2 separate regions of the Mus musculus genome follow, and region 1 is linked to region 2. A link is a contact called in public promoter capture Hi-C data. All regions are on one chromosome and are shown on one strand. Each heading gives the region's core, a stretch centred on a gene start, on an enhancer-like site or on the middle of the called end of the contact. The rest is flanking DNA. Distances are from core to core; before and after follow the strand shown. Region 1 holds the start of Nedd1 (neural precursor cell expressed, developmentally down-regulated gene 1). Region 2 overlaps Gm20757 (predicted gene, 20757).

Evidence for each region. Promoter capture Hi-C pulls out the DNA fragments that hold promoters and counts their contacts.
Region 1: a contact with region 2 is called in a promoter capture Hi-C map of trophoblast stem cells, with 3 times the contacts expected there. The contact joins the promoter of Nedd1 here to the enhancer-like site in region 2. A contact is called at or near these places in 6 of 39 promoter capture datasets (the 3T3-L1 cell line, embryonic stem cells, frontonasal cranial neural crest and 2 more), 3 of 115 datasets of contacts at active chromatin or transcription factors (embryonic midbrain, neural tube and stem cell-derived neural progenitor cells) and 1 of 9 other capture datasets (embryonic stem cells).

Annotation. Positions count from the first base shown.
Region 1 is chr10:92,719,330-92,724,754 of GRCm38.p6, reverse strand. Nedd1 (neural precursor cell expressed, developmentally down-regulated gene 1) reads left to right here and starts at 2,337. Exons shown (of 15, transcript NM_008682.2): 1 at 2,337-2,432; 2 at 5,126-5,269. The coding sequence starts at 5,134.
Region 2 is chr10:92,286,318-92,291,254 of GRCm38.p6, reverse strand. All of the region lies in intron 2 of Gm20757 (predicted gene, 20757), which reads left to right. Among named protein-coding and RNA genes, the nearest start is that of Gm20757, 87 kb to the left of the region's middle. Within about 2 kb of position 1,849, at least 6 of the 459 cell types and tissues checked have an H3K27ac peak or open chromatin away from gene starts, as enhancers often do. A contact at or near this core is called in embryonic stem cells and trophoblast stem cells, where this site is marked.

The DNA of each region.
Region 1 (5,425 bases), core at 1,088-3,587, 430 kb before region 2:
TTCTTCAGGATTCTGACATATATTCAAGACTGGCTGAAACATCAAGCAGTATGTACTAAACAGCTACTGAATTCTGGGACTTTCCATTGTCAGATTAGCTGGACTATGGCCTGTGTCTTAGTCAGGGTTTCTATTCCTGCATAAACATCATGACCAAGAAGCAAGTTGGGGAGGAAAGGGTTTATTCGGCTTACACTTCCATACTGCTAATTCATCACCAAGGAAGTCAGGACTGGAACTCAAGCAGGTTAGGAAGCTGGAGCTGATGCAGAGGCCATGGAGGGATGTTCCTTACTGGCTTGCTTCCCCTGGCTTGCTCAACCTGCTCTCTTATAGAACCAAAACTACCAGCTCAGAGATGGTCTCACCCAAAAGGGGCCTTTCCCCCTTGATCACTAATTGAGAAAATGCCTTACAGCTGGATCTCGTGGAGGCACTTCCCCAACTGAAGCTCCTTTCTCTGTGATAACTCCAGCCTGTGTCAAGTTGACACAAAACTAGCCAGTGCAGCCTATAAGCCACTCAAATAAGATTTTCTATAAATATCGTCAGTTCTGTTCCTGTAAGAGCCCTTGCTAAAAACAAAACAAAACAAAACAAAAAACAAAACAAAACAAAACAAAACAAAACAACTTTTGTTTTCAGTTAATGTCTTGCATTAAACTCATACCAATACTTCTGCCCCAGTTTCCTGGGTGTTGGGATTACTAGAGTGAGCTATTGTGCCCAGTTTATTTACTTTTATTGTTATGAAACATCTCACTTTTAATGCAGGAATAGTCTTAGTGTCTACCTTTTCCCCCCACCACATAATCCAGTCTTAAGCTTTCTTGCTGGTTTCAGTGTTAGAGAGTTGTGTTTTCTGCTTCAAGCATTCTTTTCTTCATGTGTTCCAGTTCTCCCTACTTAGATCTCAGCATTTTAGGCCAAATTCCAGGAAAAAAAATCAGCTAATAACACCAAAAGCAGCTGCAGATTACACAAGGCATATACTGCTTGCTCCCCGTCTTCATTTTATGGTTGTTCCTCACCAGCTTCCAGAAGCTGGAGAGACTTCTTTTTCTCCTAGGGGAGGTGGGGATTGGCACTTCTTAGGTTTCCAGTTGTTTTTGATATGGGTTCAGATAACTGGGACATTATGTATCCAGTTGAGAAACACATCCGGTGTGCACCTGGGACAAAGGAGCAACACTTTCCATAGGAACATGCTATCAGTGATGGAAGTAAGAACTCTCAACAGAGCAATCTTTTAGCAGGAATGTTGGGAAAACTCAGTTCATTGGCCCCTTTCTACCATGAAATACATTTCCTTCAAAAACAAAAAAACCAAAAAACCACTGAGTTGGTGTTCATGTACCTGAACAGCAGCATGTGAAGCTGCGGATGTGAAGATGGCTAGCTCAGAGGCTGAAGTCACTACTGGGTTTGTTCTCAGGGTTAGGGTTCGTTTTGGGTTAGATGTTCCTCTCCTCTGCTTTCCTCCTTTTCCCTCCCACCCCTTCCTTTCTCTTCCCCTCCTTTCCTTCTCCCACTCCTGCCACAATTTCCTCTCCATTCCCTCCCCTCTTTGAAACTGAGTTTCTTTGTATAACCGTCCTGGAACTCGTTCAGTAGACCAGGATGGATTTGAACTCACAGAGATCCCATTGCCTTTGCCTCCTGAGTGCTAGGATTAAAGGCTTGTACCACCACACCCCTTTGAAGTTAGATGTTTAACCTGCAGCTTTTCTTGGCTTCCTCTCAAGTAATCCTCTCCTAAACCAACCATGTTAATTGCCTTTATTATGAGCGTTCTTCTTTGTGATAACTGTGACACCTTTTTTTGTGGGAACTGAGAGTTGCCCGTGAATTCCCCATCTTTTATTCTTCTGTTTTGTTTTGTTCAAGACAGAGGTTCTCTGTGTAGTCCCTGGCTGTCCCGGAACTCACTCTGTAGACCAGGCTGGCTTAGAACTCAGCAGTCTGCCTGCTTCTGCCTCCCTAGTGCTGGGATTAAAGGTGTGCACCGCCACTGCCTGGCATTTTATTCTTGCCTTCCCTTTCCCTACAGAAGTGTTAATATTAACTTCCTAACTAGACTGTAATCTCCAGCAGGCTAGGGAACCTGCGTGTTGACTGACCTCTTGTCCCTTCAAGCTAAACACAGTAAGTGCACACCCACAGCCTAACTCAGCGCCTGGCACACAGTAGCCAGCAAACAAATGAGTGATAAAGGAGCAGTAGCTACAGGCTAGGATATCTTCCTCTGCACCGCCCCAGGGTGGGAGGCCACCCAGCACCCCCGCGGGCTGAGCGCTCGGGGCACCGCCTTTCCCGTGACGTCATGCGAGGCGGGACTTCCGGCCGCCCAAGTTTAACAGTCCAGGCGGGAGCCGGAAGCGCAGCGAGGAACGGGTGGAGCTGGGCCTCCCCTGTGGCCCCACGCTTGAGAGGTGAGGTTCCGCCTGACAGGGAGGCTCTGTGAGCGCGGTGGCCTTGGGCCGGGGACCCCCGAGGTCAGCCTCTTCGGTCCTGCGTTGGGCGGCAGCGGGCGCGCGCGCGCGCTGGAAAGTGGCCGGGGACCGGGCAGGACAGGACAGGACAGGACCGGGTCGCGGGCCCCGGATTTAAGGGCCAAGCTGCCCCGAGCGGCTCGTCCACCCCGACTCCCGGGTCTGGCTCGCCCGTAGCTGCTGAGCGCAGGCGCCCTGGGCTAGGGGTGCAACTCCCGAGAACTCTTCTTGAGCAGAGAGTGCAGTTGGTCGCTGTCGCTCTTCTTTCCCGGGATCCTCTCCCGGGGACTGATGTCAGAGCCCAGAAGCCAAGCGAAGGGACTGTGAGAGGTCTCCGTGAAGTCAGCCTCACTGAAGCTGTGTGGGTCGCTTAACTCTTCTGAAGAGCCTTGATCCACTCATTGCACCACACTGCACAGTAGGCTCCTTGTGTGGGGTTAGGGTAGCAGCAGCTTGCAGCTGTTTACTGTTCTTCAGAGTTCAACTTTTCTACCCTGTGTTTTTCCATGGGCCGGGGAACAAGGGGCATTGAGTAAGTGTTTTAGTCACCAAATAGAAACATTGTCTACAATTCAACAGGTGACTCTGCAAGTTTTTAGCCTCACCTACTAGGGGTCCCTTCTAACTCAGAACCACCCCACACACTACTGTATCCAAAAATATGCACAACAAATAACTGTTTTAATCCTTTCCATAAACTTTATTTATTTATTTATTTTTCCTCTTGAGACTCAATGATTTCTGCCTTATGCTTTTTAGTTTGTCCTCTGGAACCCAGATATGTATGATGCTTTTGTTGATGATGTGGGGGCGTGTCTTTGACCACTGTTGGCCTTTAACCTTGGTTAAATTCAGCCCCCTATGTCACCAGATGGAATCAATTCAGTGTGTTGTAGCTGCCGTAGCATCCCTTAAAAAAAAAAAAAAAAAAAAAAAGTAGGGCGTGGTGGCGCACACCTTTAATCCCAGCACTCGGGAGGCAGAGGCAGGCGGATTTCTGAGTTCAAGGCCAGCCTGGTCTACAGAGTGAGTTCCAGGACAGGCAGGACTATACAGAGAAATCCTGTCTCAAAAAACCAAAAAAAAAAAAAAAAAAGTAACCACTTTTTATTAGACTTCAAGTATCAATGAAACTGTGTTGACCTATAAAAAGAAACATATTTTGTGTGGCTACCATGGATTAAACACACACACACACACACACACACACACAGGAACACTATGGATTAAACACACACACACACACACACACACACACACACACACACACACACACAGGAATTAAAAACTAGCATCTGCTTGTGCCTTAGTTTTCTCCATTGATTTTATTTCTATCTAAACAAATATCGGTTGCAACCCACTTCATTCAAACTCATTGTTAATATATCTAATGTCTTCAGACAGGCAATAGGATAAATTGAATTACCAAGTTTGTTAATTGGATAGTAGTATAGTACTCTTTTTTGTTGCTGTTTTTGTTTGTTTGTTTTGTTTCTGAGATAGGGGTTTTCTGTGTAGCCCTGGCTGTCTGGAACTAGCTCCACAGACTAGGCTGGCCTCAAACTCACAGATCCACCTGCCTCTGCCTGGGATTAAAGGCGTGCACCACCACCACTGCCGGCCCTGTAATAATAGTACCATGGTACCACCCATACTGAGTGTGAGAGCATATTTCTCTGCCTTTTCTCTCCTCTGTATGTTTAAATACACCGTCTTTCACAGTACTGCTGCCCTTCAGAGTGCTTGGAGCAGCCTCTCTGCTTTCTGTCTAGACTGCCTTGGCTTGTGGCATCATTCTGTCAGATTTATGTGCTGGGAACATCACACTGAATAAAAAGTCAGAGGTCTGGGACCAAGAGTTGGTTTTAGGATACAGTGGCAACTTATTTAACTTTGTTGTTAATTTTAGAGTTTGGAAAACTTGGCACAGTGGGATTCAGACTTCCAGGATGGCTAGATTATAGCACATTAAAAAAATATGAGAACATTACTTAGTTTATTTCCCTGCGGAGTACTTAGTATGGATCAGGAATATTTCAAAATTCCTGTGTGAGGAGGCGGGCATTGTTATGGGAACAAAGAAGAGAGTAGAAGTTCCATGAACAACATTGAATTGGGTGCTAGAATATAGGGTAGCTGCTGATAAAGGGTGGGTTTTGCCACAGTAGGCGGGGAACTTACCTTTTAGAAGCAGAGATGTTTTGAGCAGAGGCCTAAATGATAAGGAGATGGTTTTGGGGGAACATGGGGAGCTTTCCAGGTAGAGGGGGGCAGCAGGTGAAGAGACACTAAGTGGAGGATGGGCTTGGCTTGATTCATAGACATGAAGAAGGCCGGTGTTTAGATCTGGTGGCTCAGGCAAGATGTGTAGGGCAGCCACATTGGCATGTCTGTCCTGTAAGGAGGAGGAGGTTGGGTTTCTCGTAGTCGCAGAGGGGATTCTTGGAAGGATGAGCTAAGTGTATGTGATTGGCTGGTGTTTGAGTCACTCATACTTTCTGTGTGTGCTGCTTGGTAGAAAGGTGGACAGAAATGGACAAGTAACATCCCTGCCTTAGATCAGGGGGCATTTCAGCTTTGAAAACTTGCTTTTCCGTAGTTGTGTTTTAAATAATGTTCTGAACTTTTTATAGGCCCAGTCATGCAGGAAAACCTCAGATTTGCTTCATCAGGAGATGACGTTAAAATATGGGATGCTTCGTTCCTGACATTGGTGGATAAATTCAACCCTCACACGTCACCGCATGGAATCAGTTCAATCTGTTGGAGCAGCAATAGTATCCTTTAAAAAAAAAAGTAATCACTTTTTGTTAGTTTTCAATGATCTGTGAAACTGTTGGCCCATAAAAAAAATATTTGTGTGGCTACCTGAGATTTAAAATAAAACAAAACAAAAAACTAAACCAAAACAAAACAAAACAAAAAAACACTGA
Region 2 (4,937 bases), core at 600-3,099:
TGAGTTTCTTTTCTGGAGAGTTTCATAGAGCTGTCACGGAAACTAACAAAGGTTAGGTAATTGCTGAGCTTGCTTAATTCTCTGTGCTATCATGAACTGAGCCAATGGAAGGTTCACATGCTATATGCATGTACTCCTGACTTACCCAAAGATGATCACACATTGTTCATGTACTGCTCACCCAGTCATGAGTCCTTGAAGCCCTCCTGTAACCGCCTATGAATCCTGCTTTGTTTGATGTTGACCTTGACTGTAGGCTAGCTATTAGTTAGTTCTGACTTTACTGCCCTCTGATCTTAAAGGTGTCTCAATTGCTGTTCATTATACTGAACTCTCTTTGTTCTCATTGAGAAGTAGTTATCTTTGTTCTGTGTTAATTCATCATCTTGGAGATGGTCTGGCATCTCTTTTGTAAAACAGGCAGAGGCTTTCTTGAGGTTATCTGCTACAATTAACTAAATTAAGAGCAAGAACGTAAAAGAGTAATAGTGCCTCTCATATATCCCATGGTGTTGTATGGAAGCTGTCCATCAGGCCTATCAACACTGGCCTTGCTTCTCTGAACCTGTCTGTCTGGTTTTCACCTGGTCTGCTTGGGCGGCTCATAGGCAGCCACAAGATTTGTTTCTCATCTGTAGTGTTCTTGATTTGGCTGTTTTCACTCCTACCTTCCTTTGAGCACCAGTGTCCACCTTCACTACAACATATGCAAACAACCTGCAGTCATCTGATGGTCCCTTTTCCATGAGTACCTACAGAGAGCTAAACCTTGCCTCACAATGATGTTACAAGGACCCTTGGTAAGAAAACACAAAGGGTGCTTCAGGGGTGGGGGGTGGGAGGTGAGTTCAGTTTCAAGTACATCCAGATTTTAAAAAGGTCTGAAACTTAGAAGAGCCATAAGTCTAAACTTGGAGATTTAAAACAGAAAGGGATTTATCAGCATGCAAAAGGTAGTCATGAATAAGCATAGTTTATCCGTGAACTCTAAGAAACCCCGTAGGGCTACTGTGAGACTTGATGCTCTACGGGATGCTTCAGAGGGTAAGAGGTCATGGAGAGCCCAGAGAATGGTACTGCACTTACTGAGCAGTGATTTCTAATGCGAAGAACCAACGCTGCCAGATGGAGCAAAGTAACCCAAAGAGATGTAAACATTTCCCCTTAAAAATCTGAACCCATAGAGCTTGCTGGTGCATCATCAGAAGCATCCCAGGAAAACCTTCGTGGTGGCTGAGTCCTACCCGTGTTAGAGCTCCAGTTTCTCAACTGTAGTTCCATTTACCTAGTCTTTTGATCTGGTTGTTTGCTCTCAGCTCTATTTAGTACCCTACTCAGTCTCATATTTAGCTATGAGACTCCAATGTCTTTTCTTTTTACAGTAGCACTCATTCAGCAGCAACTTTGTAAAACCCATTTATTTGGCTAAGCAAGTAACTGAAATCACACAGTCTCAATTCACATACAGCTTTGAGGCCAGTAAGGCTAATAATAAATCTAATATAGAAGGCGAACGATGCTAAGACTTGTGAAATTAAAGCACACCTCATGATGATAGGGCTCCGGAAGGGATTTCAAGGTCAGAAAAGACTTATTTGAGGAAGAAAACATTTGATGGGAAGATTAGAAATTATCTTGGCAAAGGGCAGGTGGTCAGGCTGTGCCACAGAACTCAAGGGACGTCTTCCAGACAGAGGGAGCCAGTTGAACAATTGTCTGCAGGCAAAATAGAACAGGATGCAGTTTCTTAAACAAAGGAAGTCATTTGAATGCGGTGACAGGATTGAGAGAATCACTTAGGAGACACACCTCTGGGCATGTCTGTGAGGACATTTCCAAAGATATCTAACGGAAGATTGAAAAGCCATCCTGAGTGTGGGTGGTCCCACCCTAGGGCTGTGTGCAAAACTGAGCAGAAGAGAAAGGGAGACAAAGCACGAGTGCCAGAATCCATCTCTCTCTGTGTGCTTTCTCTTCAGTGTGACCAGCCAGATTCAGTGGGACACGCAGAATTACACTCTGCCACCACGCCTTTCTACTCTGATGGATTATATCCTCTCTTAAATCAAAAACAGAAGTCAGCCCCTTTTCCCTTCCATCATTTCTGTTGGGGATTTTGTCTCAGCAATGAGCAAAGTAACTAATACAGAGGGAGAGAGAGAAGGACACAAAGTTCATTGGACAGGAAGACATAGTCTGTAGCATGCTGAGCCTTGTTGGGCATATTAATAGTGTGGTTTTTATAACAAATACAGTGGGTGACCGGAAAGGGGTTTTAATCGATCTGTGGGAAGAGAACACCTTATCAGATTTACTCTTTAAAAGTTTCTTCTTGTAGGTCTATGAAGGACTACTAAAGGGAATTGGAAGCAGAACGAAAAGCACCAGGGAGGCCAGCTAAGAGAAGAAGACAGGGAGGAATGAAAAAGGTGGAAAGATTATGTAGAAAGCTGGACTTCAGATTAGGAGGGGTTTAAGGACACTTTGACATCCCAGCAAGGGGTCCTAGTGCACTATACATGTCTTGTAAAGCTTTCAATTGTGGTTAGAGAGATGGCTCAACAGTTAAGAGCACTGACTCCTCTTCCGGAGGTCCTGAGTTCAAATCCAGAAACCACATGGTGGCTCACAACCATCTGGAATGAGATCTGATGCCCTCTTCTGGTGTGTCTGAAGACAGCTGCAGTGTACTTACATATAACAATAAATAAATAAGTAAATAAATAAATAAATAAATCTTAAAAAAAAAGGCTGGAGAGATGGCTCAGCGGTTAAGAGCACCAACTGCTCTTCTAGAGGTCCTGAGTTCAGTTCCCAGCAACCACTTGGTGGCCCACAACCATCAGTAATGAGATATGATGCCCTCTTCTGGTGTGTCTGAAGAGAGCAATGGTGTACTCATATTCATAAAATAAATGAATAAATTAAAAAAATATTTTGAACCCACTTCATACTTCTGGTGTCAATTGCAATTTCTATCCAAATGGTTCCCTTTAGTGAAAAAAATCCTAGTTTATGTCCTCCAGTTTCCTCTCTCAGGCTCAGGGCTGCATCCATTTTAATTGACCTGAAACCAATTAAAATTGGCTGACCCATCCTTTGCCCAATTCCTTTGATCTTATATTGCTGTGTGACCTTGGCTTTTCCTTCTAGTCTTCCTGGCCTTGACTGTTCTTCACCTATAAGTACAGAAATTCATGGATGCGAACATCAGAGTTCTACTCTAGACAAATTAGCATGATATGGTAAAGCCAGAAAATCAGACTTCAAAGTTGGTATTTAGAATGGGCTTATAAATTAGTTATAGTCCATGCAAGACTATTTATATAGATTGAATCACCTACTTACAGGAAGGTCAAAGGAACAATAGAGCAAACATATTAGAGTTGGGAACAATCAGATGAAGTACAGAGTATAGAATGTTCTTGAAGGCATTGAGTTGGGTTCCTTAAATAGTCAATATCAACAAAGGAAGAGATATCTGATTATACTCTGGTTTGGGTTCTAAGAGGTATGCATTGGATTATTGAAGACCTTTAAATGTGTGTTAGTGGATCATTATGGGATTGCTTCTATTGCACGGGACATGTAGGACATTATTTCTCAGGTGCATCTTTCTAAAGTATTAAGGTAAATCTAGGCAATGTATGTAGCTTTGTGATGCTTTAAGAGAAATATAGTTATAAATATTTGACATGTATAAATTGTGCACATACTTAGCAAATACATTTTCATTGCCCAATTCTCTCTCTCTCTCTCTCTCTCTCTCTCTCTCTCTCTCTCTCTGTGTGTGTGTGTGTGTGTGTGTATGCATGCTTATCTATCACGTCTGCTGTTGCCTTCCTTTGTTATTGAACTCCATTCCATTTTTAAAACACTGAATCTGGAGTTTTCAATTTTGGTTAGCTAGGCTGGCCAATGAGGCCCTAGAATCCTTACAAGTATACACTGCCATCCTTGTCTTTTACATGAGTGTTGAGCATCTGAACTTAGGTCCCCATGCTATTACAGCAAGCACTTTACCCACTGAGCCATTGACCTGGTCTCATAAGGTTAAGCAGTCAGGTGATACCCAAAATTGAACATAAACAATTAACCTCTAGCATTGCCTTGTGAGGAAGCTGATTGCAATTCAAACTGTGTTTAATGGGGAAAAAATGTATCTGTAAACACTAGACTCCGACTCAGCTCAGGGAGGAACTCAGACTCTTGGGGGTACTGGGAACCTGAAACACTCAGGCCAGCAGACCTGGGTATCACATATCACACATGGAGGGTGATGCTCATGACTGCCAATGGACTCCAGAGTACTGGTCCAACACCAGTGGCTCACTTCCCTTTGTGAGATTGTCTTGCCTATGTAGTATGGTAGTCTCTACTACCTACTTGCTGTGTTTGTGCTACAGCTCCAATGAAATTTTAATGTATGGGGTTGCATGTGTGTATGGGTGTGCGTGTAGAGGTACAAAGTTAGGTGACATCCTCCTGAATGCCCTCCATGTTCTTTCGAGACAGAGTCTCTCTTTGGCTCAGAGTTTACCAATTAGACTGAACTGGCTGCCCAGTAAGCCCCAGCGATCTTTCTGTCTCCACCTCCTTAGTGCTGGAGTTTCAAGCACTTGACAACATACCCTGAATTTTTGTTGTTGTTGTTGTTGTTGATGATGATGATGATGATGATGGACTCCAACTCATATCCTAATCCTTGTAAAGCAAGCACTTCACTAACTGAGCTTCTCAACTCTATAATATGATCTGTTCTAACTGGAAACTCCGTATCACTGTTGTTAATATAAGACTGGCATAGTCTACCCAGGTATCCCTCATCAGTTCGTACCACTGAGCCCATGTCTTGATGTTTTTCCTGACTTAACTGCCTTTGTTTTCATTAGCTGCTTCTCCTTCTATCTTGTCTTCATCTTCTTTTGTCCGGAAAC